Linked DNA regions of Mus musculus: region 2 is linked to region 1. Evidence: chromatin contacts called from public promoter capture Hi-C data. All regions are on one chromosome and are shown on one strand. The core of a region is the stretch at or near the end of the contact, and the rest is flanking DNA. Distances in the headings are between cores, read along the strand shown.

Evidence for each region. Promoter capture Hi-C pulls out the DNA fragments that hold promoters and counts their contacts.
Region 2: a contact with region 1 is called in a promoter capture Hi-C map of erythroid cells, with 5 times the contacts expected there. The contact joins the promoter of Acad11 here to the promoter of 1300017J02Rik in region 1. A contact is called at or near these places in 1 of 39 promoter capture datasets (erythroid cells) and 2 of 115 datasets of contacts at active chromatin or transcription factors (embryonic stem cells and pro-B cells).

The regions. Positions count from the first base shown.
Region 1 is chr9:103,284,998-103,292,578 of GRCm38.p6, reverse strand. It overlaps 1300017J02Rik (RIKEN cDNA 1300017J02 gene), which reads left to right and starts at 4,282. Exons shown (of 17, transcript NM_027918.2): 1 at 4,282-4,398. The coding sequence starts at 4,356.
Region 2 is chr9:104,060,132-104,067,712 of GRCm38.p6, reverse strand. Acad11 (acyl-Coenzyme A dehydrogenase family, member 11) reads right to left here and starts at 3,989. Exons shown (of 20, transcript NM_175324.4): 1 at 3,810-3,989. The coding sequence starts at 3,952. Uba5 (ubiquitin-like modifier activating enzyme 5) reads left to right here and starts at 4,592. Exons shown (of 12, transcript NM_025692.3): 1 at 4,592-4,921; 2 at 7,274-7,319; 3 at 7,406-7,495. The coding sequence starts at 4,767.

The sequences.
Region 1 (7,581 bases), core at 3,033-5,532:
TGGTTTGAAATATTAGAAATTATGGATATTTCTATAAATATAAAAATGGGTTTGTAGCTGGGTGTGGTGGTGCACGCCTTTAATCCCAGCACTTGGGAGGCAGAGGCAGGCAGATTTCTGAGTTTGAGGCCAGCCTGGTATACAGAGTGAGTTTCAGGACAGCCAGGGCTACACAGAGAAACACTGTCTTAAAAAAAAAAAAAAAAAAAAAAGGGGGGGGGGGAGGGGTTGTTTTTTGTTCTTTGGGTTTTTGTTGTTGTTGTTGTTGTTTTCAAACAAGGTTTCTCTATGTAGCCCTGGCTGTCCTGGCATTCACTTTGCAGACCAGGCTGGACTCGAACTCAGAGATCTGCCTGCCTCTGCCTCCCGAGTCCTAGAGTGTGTGTGCCACCACTGCCCAGCAATATAAATAAATCTTAATTTCCTGGGTGTGCACATCTCTAAGTTTAGCTACTGGGATGGAGGCAGGAGGATTATGAATCGTAGGCCAGCTTGGGCTTCATAGTGAGATCAAGTCTAAAGTAAAAGTGAAGGGCTGAACTCTTTCACACAGTTCTTGCCTAGTATGTATGAAGCCCTGTGTTTAATCCCTAGTACCAGAGAGAGGAGGGAGGAGACAATGGTTAGTGTGTTGTTGAAAACTTTCCCACAAGGGAAGCTCTAAACTCAGGGGACGTCATTGCTGATGTCTTCTGCACATTTAAGGGAAAAGGAATGTTATTCTATTTTTCTTTTTCCCCGAGACAGGGTTTCTCTGTGTAGCCCTGGCTGTCCTGGAACTCACTCTGTAGACCAGGCTGGCCTCGAACTCAGAAATCTGCCTGCCTCTGCCTCCCAAGTGCTGGGATTACAGGCGTGCACCACCATGCCCAGCTAGGAATGTTATTCTTACATAGCCTTTTTCAGAAAGTAAGAGGTGACATTTCTCAGTTCAAAAATCATTGTAATGTTAAAGCAAAAGATATATGGAAATTAGAATAAAGAGAAACTGTAAGATTATTTCTCTCTTTTAAATTTTTCTTTATTTTTCTCTTTTTAAAAAGGATGTATTTATTTTTATCATGTATGCATATATTCCCACATATATGTATGTATATATACTTGCATGTATTAGTCAGGGTTCTCTAGAGTCACAGAACTTATGGATAGTCTCTAAATAGTAAAGGAATTTATTGATGACTTACAGTCTGCAGCCCAATTCCCAACGATGGTTCAGTAGTAGCCGTGAATGGAAGTCCAAGGATCTAGCAGTTACTCAGTCCCACACGGCAAGAAGGCGAAGGAGTGAGAGCAAGATTCCTTCTTCCAATGTCCTTATATGGTCTCCAGCAGAAAGTGTAGCCCAGATTAAAGGTGTATTCCACCTTTAATCCATAGCCACTATGCCTCAAGATCTCCATACCAAGATCCAGATCAGAAACTTCTATCTCCAAGCCTCCAGATAAGGGTCACTGGTGAGCCTTCCAATTCTGGATTGTAGATCATCCAAATATAGTCAAGTTGACAACCAGGAATAGCCACTACACTTGTATATATACATATATACACAGACACACAGACACACAGACAGACAGACAGACACACACACACACACACACACACACACACACACACACGAGTGCAGGTGTCTGTGGAGGCAAGAAGAGGGCATCAGATCCTCCTGGAGTTGGCAGCTGTGAGCTACCATATACGGGTTCTGGAAATCAAACTCTGGTTCTTGGAACATGCTGAGACCTCTCTCCAGCCCCCAGATTTATTTTTCTCAAGAGAATAGATACAGAAAGGAACACTAAAGAAAATATTACCAACCCAACAGTACATGGGTAATCTTACATATAATGACCAAATGGGGTTTATTGCAGAAATCTAACAGTGGCAATACTTAAAAGTCAGTTAGCAGGGAGCTGCAGAGACCACTCCGTGACTAAGAGCACTTGTTGCTCTTACAAAGGGCCAGAGTTCTGTTCTTAGTACCCACATGGTGACTTACAACCAGTAGCAACCCCAGTTCCAGGGGATTCGACACCCTGTTCTCACTGTCACAAGCAGAAGGCACACATGTAAGCAAAGCACTGCTAATCCATAAAGGGAAATAAATCTAGAATCCAGTTAGCAGGTTAGAGATGCCGTTCAGGGGTGAAATGCTTACCCAGCGAATGTGAGACCCGGGGTTCAAACTCCATTACAAAGCAAGCAAACAAAGCGAACTAGAAGTCAGATGTGGTTATACACCCCCATATGTCCAGGCCTCAGGAAGCTGGGGCAGGAGGATCACAAATTTGAGGCCAGCCTAGTTTATAGCAAGACCCTACCTGTCTCAAAAAGCAACAAAACAAAACATTTAAAAAACAAAAACAAAAACAAGCAAATAACAACAAAAGAAGAAAACTCATGCTCTGCTGCATAGTTCCCCACAGACAAGGCAGGAAAATCATATCATTATTTTGATAAATACAAAAAAATCCAATCCCAGTCATGTTTTTAAGATGTAAGCAACTCATGTAGAAAGAGAGAACCTTAGTATTGCCAATAACACCTAAAACCAGAAGACAGTACACATTTCTTTCTGTAATAACCCTTTTCAGAGCTTCTTGACTGGGTCCTAAGAGTTTCCAGGATCTATGAAACCAGGCCTCCACCTACTTCTGGACCAAACAGTTGTTCTCCTAGAAAAGTCTGCTGCAGAGATGCCTGTCTATTTGCACTCAAAGGCATGCACTAGACTATTCCCAAACTAACTGTTTATAGTAAGCCAAACCTGGGATAAGGAGGGATGCTAAAAATCAGAAAGAAAGGGAAGAAAAACTGGCATTATTCAACAAAAGATGTAAGAACACAAACAGAACACTGGAAAGAAACAGATTTAACAAAATAACTCAAGAAAGACACTGTGCTCAAGTTCAATGTGCAAAAATTGTGCCGTTTTCCTGATTGTGTCTTCTATTTCTTTCTTTAAGTTTTGTTTTTGCTTTTTGTATATACAAAGGAGTGTGAGCCCCCACAGAAGCCAGATGACCTGTAGCTGGAGTCCAGGGGTGTCAGGTCCCCCTGTCGCTGGAGTTACAGGTAGTTAGTTGTGAGCCGTCCAACATGGGTGCCAGAATTGAACTCTGGTCCTCTGGAAGAGCAGCACTTGCTCTTAACCGCTGAGCCATCTCTCCAGCCCTACATGCTTGGTTTTCGAGACAAGGTCTCTAGCCTAGGGAAGTCTCCAATAGGGCACGTAGTTGAAACCTCGAACTCCTAATCCCACTGTCCCCACTTCCCAAATGCTGGGGTTTCAGGCCTGTACTTCCATACCAGGCCCTGCTTTTTTTTATTTAGTTTTAGATCCTAGTAATGTATATAAAATGAAATGAAATTTCTGTTCCTAGCGGCACTGTCTGTAAGGATGGAATCGGTACTACAATTGTCAATCAGGGTGAGAGATGAAATATTCTTCATTCACATGATATGAAACAATAGGCCACACTGATAGCTGGTGGGCAACCACACACCTCTGCATAGATAAATCATACCAATTTAAACTTGGGTGAGAGAAGCCAGGCTCTGCGCTGTAAGTTTTCATCTCTGTGGAGTCCTGAAGTTAGCAGACTTCCGTTTCTGTTCCATGTAGGGGCCACCTATGTGGGAGAAGCTCTGCAGGGATTCGGCCTCCTGGATGTGGACTGGCTCTACCGGAGTCCTCTTAGTGATAATTATTACACTGTGCTAGCAGGGTTTGTTGTACACCTACTACTATATTTTAATTAGAAGTTCTTCGAGTTTTATTTAAAATTACCAGACTTTTTCTAGGCAGAGGTCGCACAGCCTTTCGGACAGGGCTGCAGCCGGGTGAGCGAGAAACTCTGCATGTCAGATCTGTGCCTGAGCCAGGCCTTACACAGCTGGGACAAGCAACACTGGTGCGTGTGGTGTGGAGTGGGGGTGGGGGTGGGGGTGGGGAGATAGAGGAGAAACTATGGGCTGTGTCACAGAAGAGATAGCTCCACTGGGGTCGCAGGACAGCGGGAGGACCTCAGCTTAGTCAACTTAGAGTCCTTAGTGAGAAGTGAGAATTTCCAAAAGAAAATTGTGTTAAGGTCTTATGCATGTGCGCGCCGGCTTTCCCGGAGAAGCACCGTTTCCACCCAGGGACCGAACCGGGGACAGAGAGAGAAAAAATAGTGTCCCTAGCCGCCTGAGTATCTGCTTGGCCAGATAAGGAAGGCATGGAGGGTGTGGCAGTGGCGACCAGCCCGGACTGGGGCTGAAGAACCTTTCCCAGTAGGCAGATTCATCAGTCAACACTGCCTTCTGGGTAAAGTGCACCTAGGCTGGGGGAGAGCAAGCAGAACGCAGTTCCACAGTTGAAAATGAGGCTGCTCATCTGCGCCCTTCTATGCTTGGGGACCCTAGGTGAGTGTGCTGAGAGCCAGGCAGGGGGCCGGCCCTCTGGGGAGGGGACCAGGTGTCATTTGCTGACCATACACTTCAGGGATCAAATGTGGTTGGATAGACTATGAGCCTAGAGAAGAGTAATCACTTTGGACTGGAATTCACCTGCCACGCAGTCCCCCGGCTGTCCTTTGCCCTCACTGAGGCGGTCATAGTGGATTGTCGCTGACTCTTTTGCTTGCTTTTGGGACCCTTTTCCTGCCACATCCTCCTTAATACCAGGGAGGTGCCTAGTCTTTTTGTAACTTGTTATGTCGCGTTTGGTTGATATCCCTGGGAGGCCTGCCCTTTTCTGAAGGAAAATGGAGACGTAGTTGGTGACAGGGGATGTGAAGAGGGACTCAGAGGAAGGAGGGGAAATTGCAGCAATATATGAGAGATAGGAGAGGAAAATAAAAAAAACAAAACAAAACAAATAAACAAACAAAAAAACCCCACAACTTGTTTCACTGCTTTGGTAGGTAAAGGGGCTGATGTTGTGATTGACGACATATGACCTCCAGGACCAAATGGTAGAAGAGGAAATCCACTCTTGAAATCTGTCCTCTGTAGTAATAATAAGTATAGCACATAAAATAAAAATTTAAAAAAACCAAAAAAAAAAAAAAAAAAGAAAAGAAATCTGTCCTCTGACCCCCATGTGGCTTCCACACAATGTTAACTTTTTTTTAAAAAAAGTTATGTTTACCCAACAAACACACAGTTGCTGGAGAAATGAGCTAACACAGCCAGAGGCAGGCAGAGTTCTACGCTCACAAATACAAGAAGCCCTTTCGTGGGTAGGGAGAACAGGCTCCAGGGAAGAACTCATGCACTGTGAAGAGCTCTTCCTGTCTCAACCACGGTTGGATCCTCCTCCCTTTAGCTTTGTCTGATCTGAGACCGTGGTAAATAATACCTAGGGTGGCCAGAGCCCGGCAATGGTGCACAGTATATGTCTGCCTCTTCTGCCCAGCAGTGCCATCTGTAGCCACCCAGAGGGTCATTCGCTCTCAGAATGCAGCTGCCTGATCTCTTTCAGAATTCCCCTGAACTGAGCCAGTGTTCTGCTAAATAGCGTTCCGCCACCATTGCCAGCAATGTCAGACACAGACCAGAAGTTCATTTTCCCAACAGGCTTCATGTTTACATGTCAGAGACTAAAGGCCCCTCCGGGCTTCGTTTCTTCACGACCTTTCTCCGGGCTACCAGACCAGGCCGGAGTCTGGAACCTTCATTCCTCAAAACTCAGTGTTCCAGTCCAATAAGAATACTTGTGGTGTCAAATGACAAAAAACAAAACAAAACCCCAAACCACCACTACCAACAACAACAAAAAACCCCAGCCAAAGCAGCTTAAATAGGAAACACGTAACTGAGGGTTACATATCCTAAAAACTTGCAAAAGTCAAGAGCCAAGCCAACGGTTTCTTCTGGGGTCCAGGAACTTTCTCCATTCAGTGAGTGACTGGAGGCCACCAGCAGCCTTTCTCTTCCTCCTGAAAAGGTCAGAGCGTGCTCAGACCTCTTCCTGTGTCTGTCAGGAGGCTAGTGGGGGCATGCTATTGATGACCTTGTTGATGTTATCAGACTCCACCCACCCTTAGCTTGTCTGTACACGTCCTCTTTTTAAAATATTTCTATTTGCCAAGCCAGGACAGTGGTGACAGAGCTGTGATGCTCAGGCAGGGAATGAATTCACCAAAGACAGAAGGAAGCAGTAGTAGAGAATTAGCTACACTGTGGCACAACCAGTAGGCAGTAGAAACAGTTTAAACAGAAACTTTGTAAGAACTGGGGAGGGGTGCATGTGTGCTTGCTTGAGTGTGTGTGTGTGTGTGTGTGTGTGTGTGTGTGTGTGTGTGTGTGTGTGTGTATGTGTCTGTGTGTGTGTATGTGTGTGTTTCTATGTAGGCAGTCCTCCATGTGTACTTGCTTGAGTGTGTGTGTGTGTGTGTCTGTGTGTCTGTGTATTGTGTGTGTTTCTATGTAGGCAGTCCTCCATGTGTACTTGCTTGAGTGTGTGTGTGTCTGTGTGTGTCTGTGTGTCTGTGTATTGTGTGTGTTTCTATGTAGGCAGTCCTCCATGTGTACTTGCTTGAGTGTGTGTGTGTGTCTGTGTGTGTGTCTGTGTGTGTCTGTGTGTCTGTGTATGTGTGTGTTTCTATGTAGGCAGTCCTCCAGCAATGGCGGCAGTTGAGGCTTATGGTTATCAACAGGTTGACCTTGAGGTTAGGATGATCTTGCTGTGACTTAGAAATGGCTCAGTAAAACCTACCAGTCCTAACGTGACATCCATCTATCATTTTTAGCTAGGGCGTGTTATGATGAAGTCTTTGTCATAGAGCAGTAGTCCCGTTCACAGGCAGTAGTGACTTGCTCTGAGCCCAGCCTGCTTTGAGGCCAAAGCCGCTTTGTTCTGAGACTTGAAGTGGCTCAGCAGTGTTCCCCCAGAATATTGACACATTGTTTGCATACGATAAACTACACTCATTTAAAGGATATATACAGTTCGGCTAACGTGACCCCCCTCCATAATCGAGATAAAGAACATTTTTAACTTTTTCAAATTGCCCCTCCTCCTTTCTCGGCCACCCCCACCTCACCCCTGCAAACACCCTGCCTCCTAGGCTCACACATCTGGAGTGTAAGCACACATCCCTGTAGGTTTGGCTTCTCTGTGTTTTCCATTTATGTCTTTATTGTGTGCTCTGTCTGTGTGTATGTGCTCTGCAGGAGAAGACTTTTGGAGTTGGTTTTCTCCTTACATCTTATGGGGTCTGGGGTCAAACTCAGGTCATCAGGTTGGGCAACAAGCACCCTTACCCTCTGCCATCTCCACGACCTGGACTACTGACTTCTCCTTCTTTTTTTTCCCTCTTCCTCTTCCCCTTCTTCTTTTCCTCTTCTTCTTCCATCTCCTTCTCCTCCTCTTCCTTTCTCTCCTCCTTCTCACCACGCCACCCCCGCATTAGATTGTAATTATTAAGCAAGAAGTGGAATTAAATAAGTTATTAATTTGGATGCAAGTGTGCAATACTCAAACCAAAGTGAACCTGGAATTTCTGGGGGGAAAAATTGTCAGTAACACAAGTAGCCACTCCCTCCTTCCCACCAACAATACAGAGGCCTGTTGGAGGAAAGAATTGGGCTTTGAGTGGGAGA
Region 2 (7,581 bases), core at 2,740-5,239, 780 kb before region 1:
GCATTTATTCAACTTGCCACATCTCCTCATTCTTAACAAATAAAATGGAGGTATTGGAACAGTCCATGTGTGTCTGAATAACTAAGAACATCCATTTTATCCACATGTAGAGTGACCTTGAGCAAGTGTTTATTCTGCCTAGATCTCAATTTCCTCATCTGAAAATAAATGCTTCTAAATGGGAAAAAAAAAGGAAAATATTTCTGAGGCAAGAGACACACATATCTTTCTGATCTCAGTTTTACAGGATAATGTCAAGTGTTGGTAAATGGTTACTATACAGACCTATACCTTAATAAGACTTAATGTTTCATATCCTAACCAATGCTGGGGATTATATATATGTGTATATATATATATGTGTACATATATGCATATATTTATGTGTATATGTGTGTATGCATACACATAATACATATATGTATTTACACATACACACCTACACACACATATAGTGTGTGCACATGTGTGAACATGCATACCACCATATGCATAAGGAAATTAGAGAACAATTTTGTGAAGTTGTTCAAGGACAACTTTGAGCTTCTAATATTATTACCTCTATCTCCCAAGTGCTAAAATGACACATACCATCACAAACTATTCCTGGTTTATATGGCCCTGGGGATTGACCCTAGTTTCATGCATGCTTGGGGGCACTCCACTTACTGAGGCAGGCCCACAGCCTGCTTGGCAATTTCCTTACAGAAAGTTGTATTTCATAGGGGTAATTATTCCACCACAGGCTCATGTCATCTTTTACCTGTGGATCTTCCAATTTCCCCCAAGTTGGTTCTAAGTGTAAGCACTGTCAAATAAGTTCTACGGGTATTTTGTGAACTCTCTATCTCATTAACATATCTGTCATTTTAATTCAGATTTTGCCACGGCACTCTGGTTGAGTCAGCCTGTCGGGCAGGGATGCCTAAAAGCTGCTCATGAAGCAAAAAGAGTTTCACAGAAACTCGCTCCTGGAGTCTGACGTGCTCTCTAAATTTTCCATTCCCACGTTAGTCTAGTGGATGGATCCACGTGCTCTCTTTATTATAAGTGCCTTTTAAGATTGAATTCTGACATAGCTAAAGCCTTCCGCCAGTGTTCCAACAGTCCTAGAACGTCCTTGAGCTAGACAGTGACATTCAGAATAGCCTCTGGTATTACACTATCAATAAAAGCCAAGTGCTCCCATATACAGGAATTTACAATGGTTTAGGAAGTAGATCGGGCTGTGGTTTTAGAGTATTGCATTATTCATGAGATGGTTAGCTAGAACGGAACTCCCTAGTTAGAACCATGACTTGGGTGTGAAAGCCCTAGCCCTAAGAGAGTAAAGACCTCACACCTGGCTTCTAAGACTATAGCTGAGTTACACCCATACACACGTATTTACAACGGCCTAAGGGGAAGGTGGACTATACAATAGACTAAAATAGGAACTATGGCAAGGGCATGAAGCCCTTGACCCTGGCTTCTAAGATTAAGTGAATCTTAGGTGGAGCCCTTTTTGATCCCAGTTGTTAACAATGAATTCTATCCTAGGTGGTTCTCGTTAGACCTTTTGTGTTTGCATTCTTCTGTTTTATGTAAGATTCCGGTTACCTCATTTGTACCTTGCGAATATGTCACCCAACTTCCTTATTGTCTTCTGCATAAAAAGTCTGATGCTCGATTTGAAAAATACATGCAGATTCCACACGACCTCTCCTGTGTGTGTCTGTCTGTCAATTCATCCTACGCTTTGTCCACCCGTGACTAGAGACCTGTTCAGACAAAGGGGCCCAGAGGGTCTTCGACAAGATTTCCCACTCAGTTTTTTTGTTTGTTTGTTTTGTTTGGAATGTTTCTGTTAACCTTTTGGTTTCACATAAAATTTAGAAGCAGGTTTTTTCAAATTAGAGAAAAAAACCAGAATTTTGATTAACATTGCTTTGAATCTATAGATCAGTTGGAACAAAGAGCAAAATTTTTCAATCCTGACTTTTCCTGCTCATGTATGTGACTTCTAAGGTTCTTTAAAAACTGCTAATGAGGTTTTTTTTTATGTTCTATACAAAGGTCTTGAACACCTTCTATTAGGTAATGTTTTGGGATGTTTTTATTAGAGCTTTTGGGTGTCATTTTTCAACTGTTGCTAAGATATAGAAATGCAAGTGATTTGTACTCTTAAGTTTAACAAACTATTACCTATGTTGCTCTTGGCTTTTCAACACACAAAACAAGTCGTTTCTGGATAGCATTTCTTTGCTGTTTTAATCCTATTAAAAAGTTGCATTTATATTGTCAAAATGTGTGTTTTCCCCCTTTATATTTATTTATTTGGTGGCACACGTGTGGGGGTCAGAGGACAACATGCAGGATCTGTCTCTCTCTTTCCACAATGTAGTTTCCAGGGGGTTGTCTCAGGTTGTCAGGCTCAGCAGCAGGTGCCTTTACCTGATAAGCCATAGAACTGGTCTAAACTTTTAAAAGATTCCTTTGAGATTTTTGTGGCCTTACTATTTCTCTCTCTTTCTATCTATCTACTTTTATTTTTATAATTTTTCATATGTCCTGAAAATGAATGTGTTTTCTCTGTTGAATATGTACATCTATGTTAAATCAAGATTATATAACATTCCTGGAAAAATAGTGTTTGAAACCAAGGATTGCTACATAGCCCAGACTGGCCTCAAATTCACAATCATTTTTCCTCAGCCTCCAATCTCCAGGGATCTTTAGATTGTTGGGATTAAAGCCATGTAGCCCTAGGTTTGACTTCAGAAGTACTTTTTTTTGTATCACAACTAATTTCATGTATTGAGCATGATTTTGGTGAACATCAACTTAATTCAGAATTATTTTAAGTCTGCACAGGACCACAGTAATGTGAACATATATAACCTTTATCTGAAAGCAGGACAATAAGCTGGCCAAATTCCACAGAGTGAACTAATCACTGAAATGTGAACTTTGACCTGCTTCAGTCTGTTTACAACACAAAGTATTAAGTTTAGAAGTGTCAACTATTACTTATTCCACCTCTCCACGGATATTTCAATGCTTAAGTCCTTTCACCTAAATCACTTCATTTCTTTATCAAGACTAATGGATACAGGCAAATATTACAGGAAAGGAACTTTGATCTCTGAATTTATGTTACAGTTAAATCCCCAGATAGAAAGGCCAGGCACAGTTTACTGAAACCATATGAAATGGTTTTATACTGGAACTGTATAAAAGTAAAAAAAAAACAAAAATCAAAAACCAAACAAAAAATACCCTCTCTATTTACAAAACACCAGACTAAAACCAGATTCACTTGTCAGTGGGGAAAGGTATTCTTGGAGTCACCTCCTCCCGTTTAATTCCCTTGCTTCAAGAACTTAGGCCTTAAGTGGTGCTAAAAACAGTGAAGTGGAATGTCTAGAATCGAATTGGTATATTTTAGCTGGTATTATTAACCTAGCCCCAGGTGACTAAGGTCAATTAAACAAAATGGCACCAGCCCCTCAGAAACTGATCTTTAGATTGTAGCACAGAAGGTCACAGAAGATATCTATTAGGAATTCAAGAGTGTTCAGCCGCAACACTCTCGGTGAATTAGACACATAATTTTAGTCCTTAACAAGACTGCACTGCATAATGGATACTGCACCTCTGCTCCTGCCCTCTAATTCAGACTAGCCTGGGATTCGAGTACAAATTATCCAGGAAGCATCCTTGCAGGGAAAGAAATCCCGACCGGGCAAATGAGACACCCACCCAGGGCCAAAGGAAGCGAAGCACCAAGCACAGACATGTTCCCAGGAGGCAAAGGCTATGGTTGATACCTGTATTGAGTAACAGTCAGCACAGCCCGGGAATCTGACCCAAAGCCCGGCAAGTGCTGATTCAGGTAGGCCTCCAGGGACCTGAGGTCGAACTTGTGCTGGGGTAGCACTTCCACGGTGTCACTGGTGACATCCGTCTCCATGACCGCCACTGTTGTCACCGAGGAATCCACAGACTGTACGGAGGTTGCGCCAAGGCAGAAAGGAGACCGGCACTTGGGGGGGGGGGGGGGGGGGCGTGGTCGGGCGGGGCTTAGGAGAAGCCAATCACCGGGACTCTGGGCAGTGTTGCTGCAAAGCCATGTGGGAGGCGGAGTCTGGGACTCGGAGTCTGGTGGAGAAATAAAAGAATTGCCTGTTGTGGGACCAGACTTAGAATTTACCCTCAGCGTCAGAGCTGGAGTCCTCAGTCTTATAGAAAAACAAGGTCGCAAACGTGACTCTGGCGAATGAAGACAAACAGCTGTCACCCTAGACTAAGGACGCGCCAGCGGAAGACCTGTGCGGTCCGTGCAAGAAGAGAGTCCGCCAGAACCTTGAGCCTGCATTAAAAGACCCTGGTGTTTCTCATGGCCTCCTAGATAGGAAAGACGGAATGGCCGTCGACTTGATCTGGACACATATGATGCTGGCTCTGCTGAGACCTGGGTCTTGGTTCTAGAGAAGAAAGCTAAGTGTTTTGAGGAGTGTTTTTATTTATTATTATTATTTTTTTTTTTTTTTTACCGAGCGGAGCGATGGCGGCGGCGCACCGGAAGTGGCACGCCGGAAGCCCGGTGGGCGTGCCGGAGACGTGTCTTACTGGGAGCCTTGGAGCCGCTTCGCCGGTGTCTGGACCTGGAAGGCTGTGTCTGTTCCTCCTGCGCTTCGTGGGCCCAGCGAGGCAGCGTGGGGAGGCGGCGACGACGGCGACGGCGGCGGTCCGGCCTGGGATCGGAGGCCACCGGGAGCCCAGCCATGGCCGACTCGGTGGAGCGGCTGCGACAGCGGGTTGAGGAGCTGGAGCAGGAACTCGCCCGGGAGAGAACCCGGCGCTCTGGAGGGGACGGCCACTGCGGCCGGACCCGCATCCAGGAGATGAGCGACGAGGTGTTGGATTCCAATCCCTACAGGTGATCCATGACGGGGCGGGCAGGGCCACGCTCCGCGCGAGGGATTCAGCCGGCCTCCTGCCGCTCCTTTCCTGCTGTGGAGGTCCAGTTCCCAGATGGGCAAGGCCATGTCTTATGCTAGTCAGAAGATATTCTTCACCAAGCGAGTTGGCTCACGATTCATCGTAGCATTCGGGAGGGTGAGGTAGAGGGGGTTGTCGTGAGGTCCAGGTCAGTCTGGGCTACAGGAGTTGTAGGCCACTTTGGGCTGTGTAGTGAGACCCCTTTTTTTCTGCAAGGAAGGAAAATAACATTTTATTAAAAAAAAACAAACAATCCAAGCCATCCATCCATATGGTGGAGCTCTTCTGCCTGCTGTCCTGTACCCAGTTTCCTGTCACCATTATCTTTATTAGTCTACCTGGCTCTGCATCGGCTGATGCATAGAAAGCTCTGTCAGAGTATAATATCTCATGTAAAGTCGCCGAGGATAGAGCACCGTTTCCTAAATGCCTCTTGGTGTAACTTAGATGGAGCAGGGTGAGGGAGAGTTAGTTACTAGGGTGCTCACGAATATCCCTGAATATTGGCTTTGCCAGGGCTCCTGACCCCTCCTCTTTGCTCTCCTTAAATGGGCTTAGAAGATTGAGTGGCTTCACTTCTCAGCTTACTGAGTAGTCAGTAACTTAGAACGGTTTCTAACAGCTGCTGAACTTCTGGGTGAGATTGTTCCCTGTAAGTGGGGCCACAGGAACGCCTGTTTCCGCCATAGTTCTGAAGACTGAAGCAGTTTATGTGCAGTTCTTAGAACAGCAGTCGTGCATGGCAAACCTCGTAGACGACCACAGTCGGCAGCATGCTGTTAGACCTCCCGTTACATGTATGTTTCTTCTCACCACGGTCCTAGGGGATTGCTGATCATTTTCTCTCATCCTGGAGGTGAGAAAAGTGTAGGGAGCTATTTTAGATGGACTGCAGTATACAATAGAATCTGTGGCATTAGGTCCCTCCCCAGCAAGTCTCTAAGGCTATAAGCAGTGAGGCTAAAACCTGGGTAGTTTTAAACGTAGGTAAAGTTCCAGAAAGAGGACTCTGTGGGCTATGGGTCTAGAGACACTCTTGGGTGGTGAAGTTGGTAACGCCTGCATGTGAGTGTACGTAGACATTTCTGAGAACTGCTGGAGTTAGGTTGAGTGAGTGCAAACATGTAGGAGATTAGGCATAAGGAAGATGCAGTTGCTGCCTGAGGAGTCAAGGTTGTGAAAGAAGGGGAACTGCTAAAATACCCACCCAGCAGTGAACAGTTAGGATCTAATCAAAAGGACAATGGCTACTGAGACAGGAAGTGTTTGTGCATCTGTGATGGACATTTAAGAGTGAAGACTTCAGAAGACTGAGAAGCAAGAAGTGAAAATACTAGAATAGTGTGTGCAGCTCTAAATAGGGTCACATAGGGTTAAAGTGGAGAGGCGGGGTTAACCAGAGGGCTGCTGACAGATGTCTAACAACCACAGGTCCATGTGTGCAGTAAAGATCAAACACACAAAAACTTTAATGTGTTATATAGGTATATACCACAGTGTGCACGTGTGCACACATAAATACACACTTATACACAATAATAGAGCAGATGAGTACTGCTTCTTAGAATCCTTGGCAGACAACAGATATTCCCCAATGCAGATATCCTTCCTTTTGGGCAGAGGCCGTGAGCTTATTTCATTGTCTTTATATACTAACAAAACAAGGGAAAACAATGCCATTTCCCTTTGATCTTTACCATTTAAACCATTAGGTGTAGACCTTGACTACACGTTAAGATAAAGAAGGTATTTTAGAAGAACAATACAGTTTCACAGGTAACACGAGAATTCATGGTTTTAAACCTAGTGATTTACCTAGCAAAAGGTAGCTTTTGAGTTCAGCTAGTCATCAGATTTGCTGTGTTTCCCAGGCTGGCTGTGAATTCCTAATCCTCCTGCCTCAGCCTCTAAAGTGCTAGGATTACAGATACATGCCACCATGTCCACCTAGATTCCACCTCTTTTGAAGTAGTAATGATTGAGTTTTGGTGATTGTTTCCTTTGATGGAGCCTGTCTATACATATCACTGTTAGCTGAAAGATTGCAAGCTTAGGCTGGAGAGCACTGGCTGCTCTTCACAGGACCCAGGTTTGATCCCCAGCACCGACGTGGCAGTTCATGCATAACTCTAGTCCCAGGTGATCTGCCACCCGCCTCTGGCCTCTGTAGCCACTGCATATGTATACCTGCAGTACTGCATGTATATACCTGCAACTCACCCATCCGCATGAAAATAAAGATGAATAACAAGAATGCAAATGCTCTAAATTTGTTTTGTTTTCCTTTAAGCCGTCTGATGGCATTGAAACGGATGGGAATTGTCAGTGACTATAAGGTATGATGACCTTGATTTCGGGAAATGAGACTAATTTCTAGTGACAAATCTAACAGTATTAACAGGTACCGTTTTGTGTTTCACAGAAAATCCGTACCTACGCTGTAGCAATAGTAGGTGTTGGTGGAGTTGGTAGTGTGACTGCTGAAATGCTGACAAGATGTGGCATTGGTAAGGTAAAAAGATTTCTCTTTGCCTGTCCAGTAGGAAACTGTTCACTCCGGGAGCAAATCAGGTACAGAGTAGCACTCTATTGCCTAAT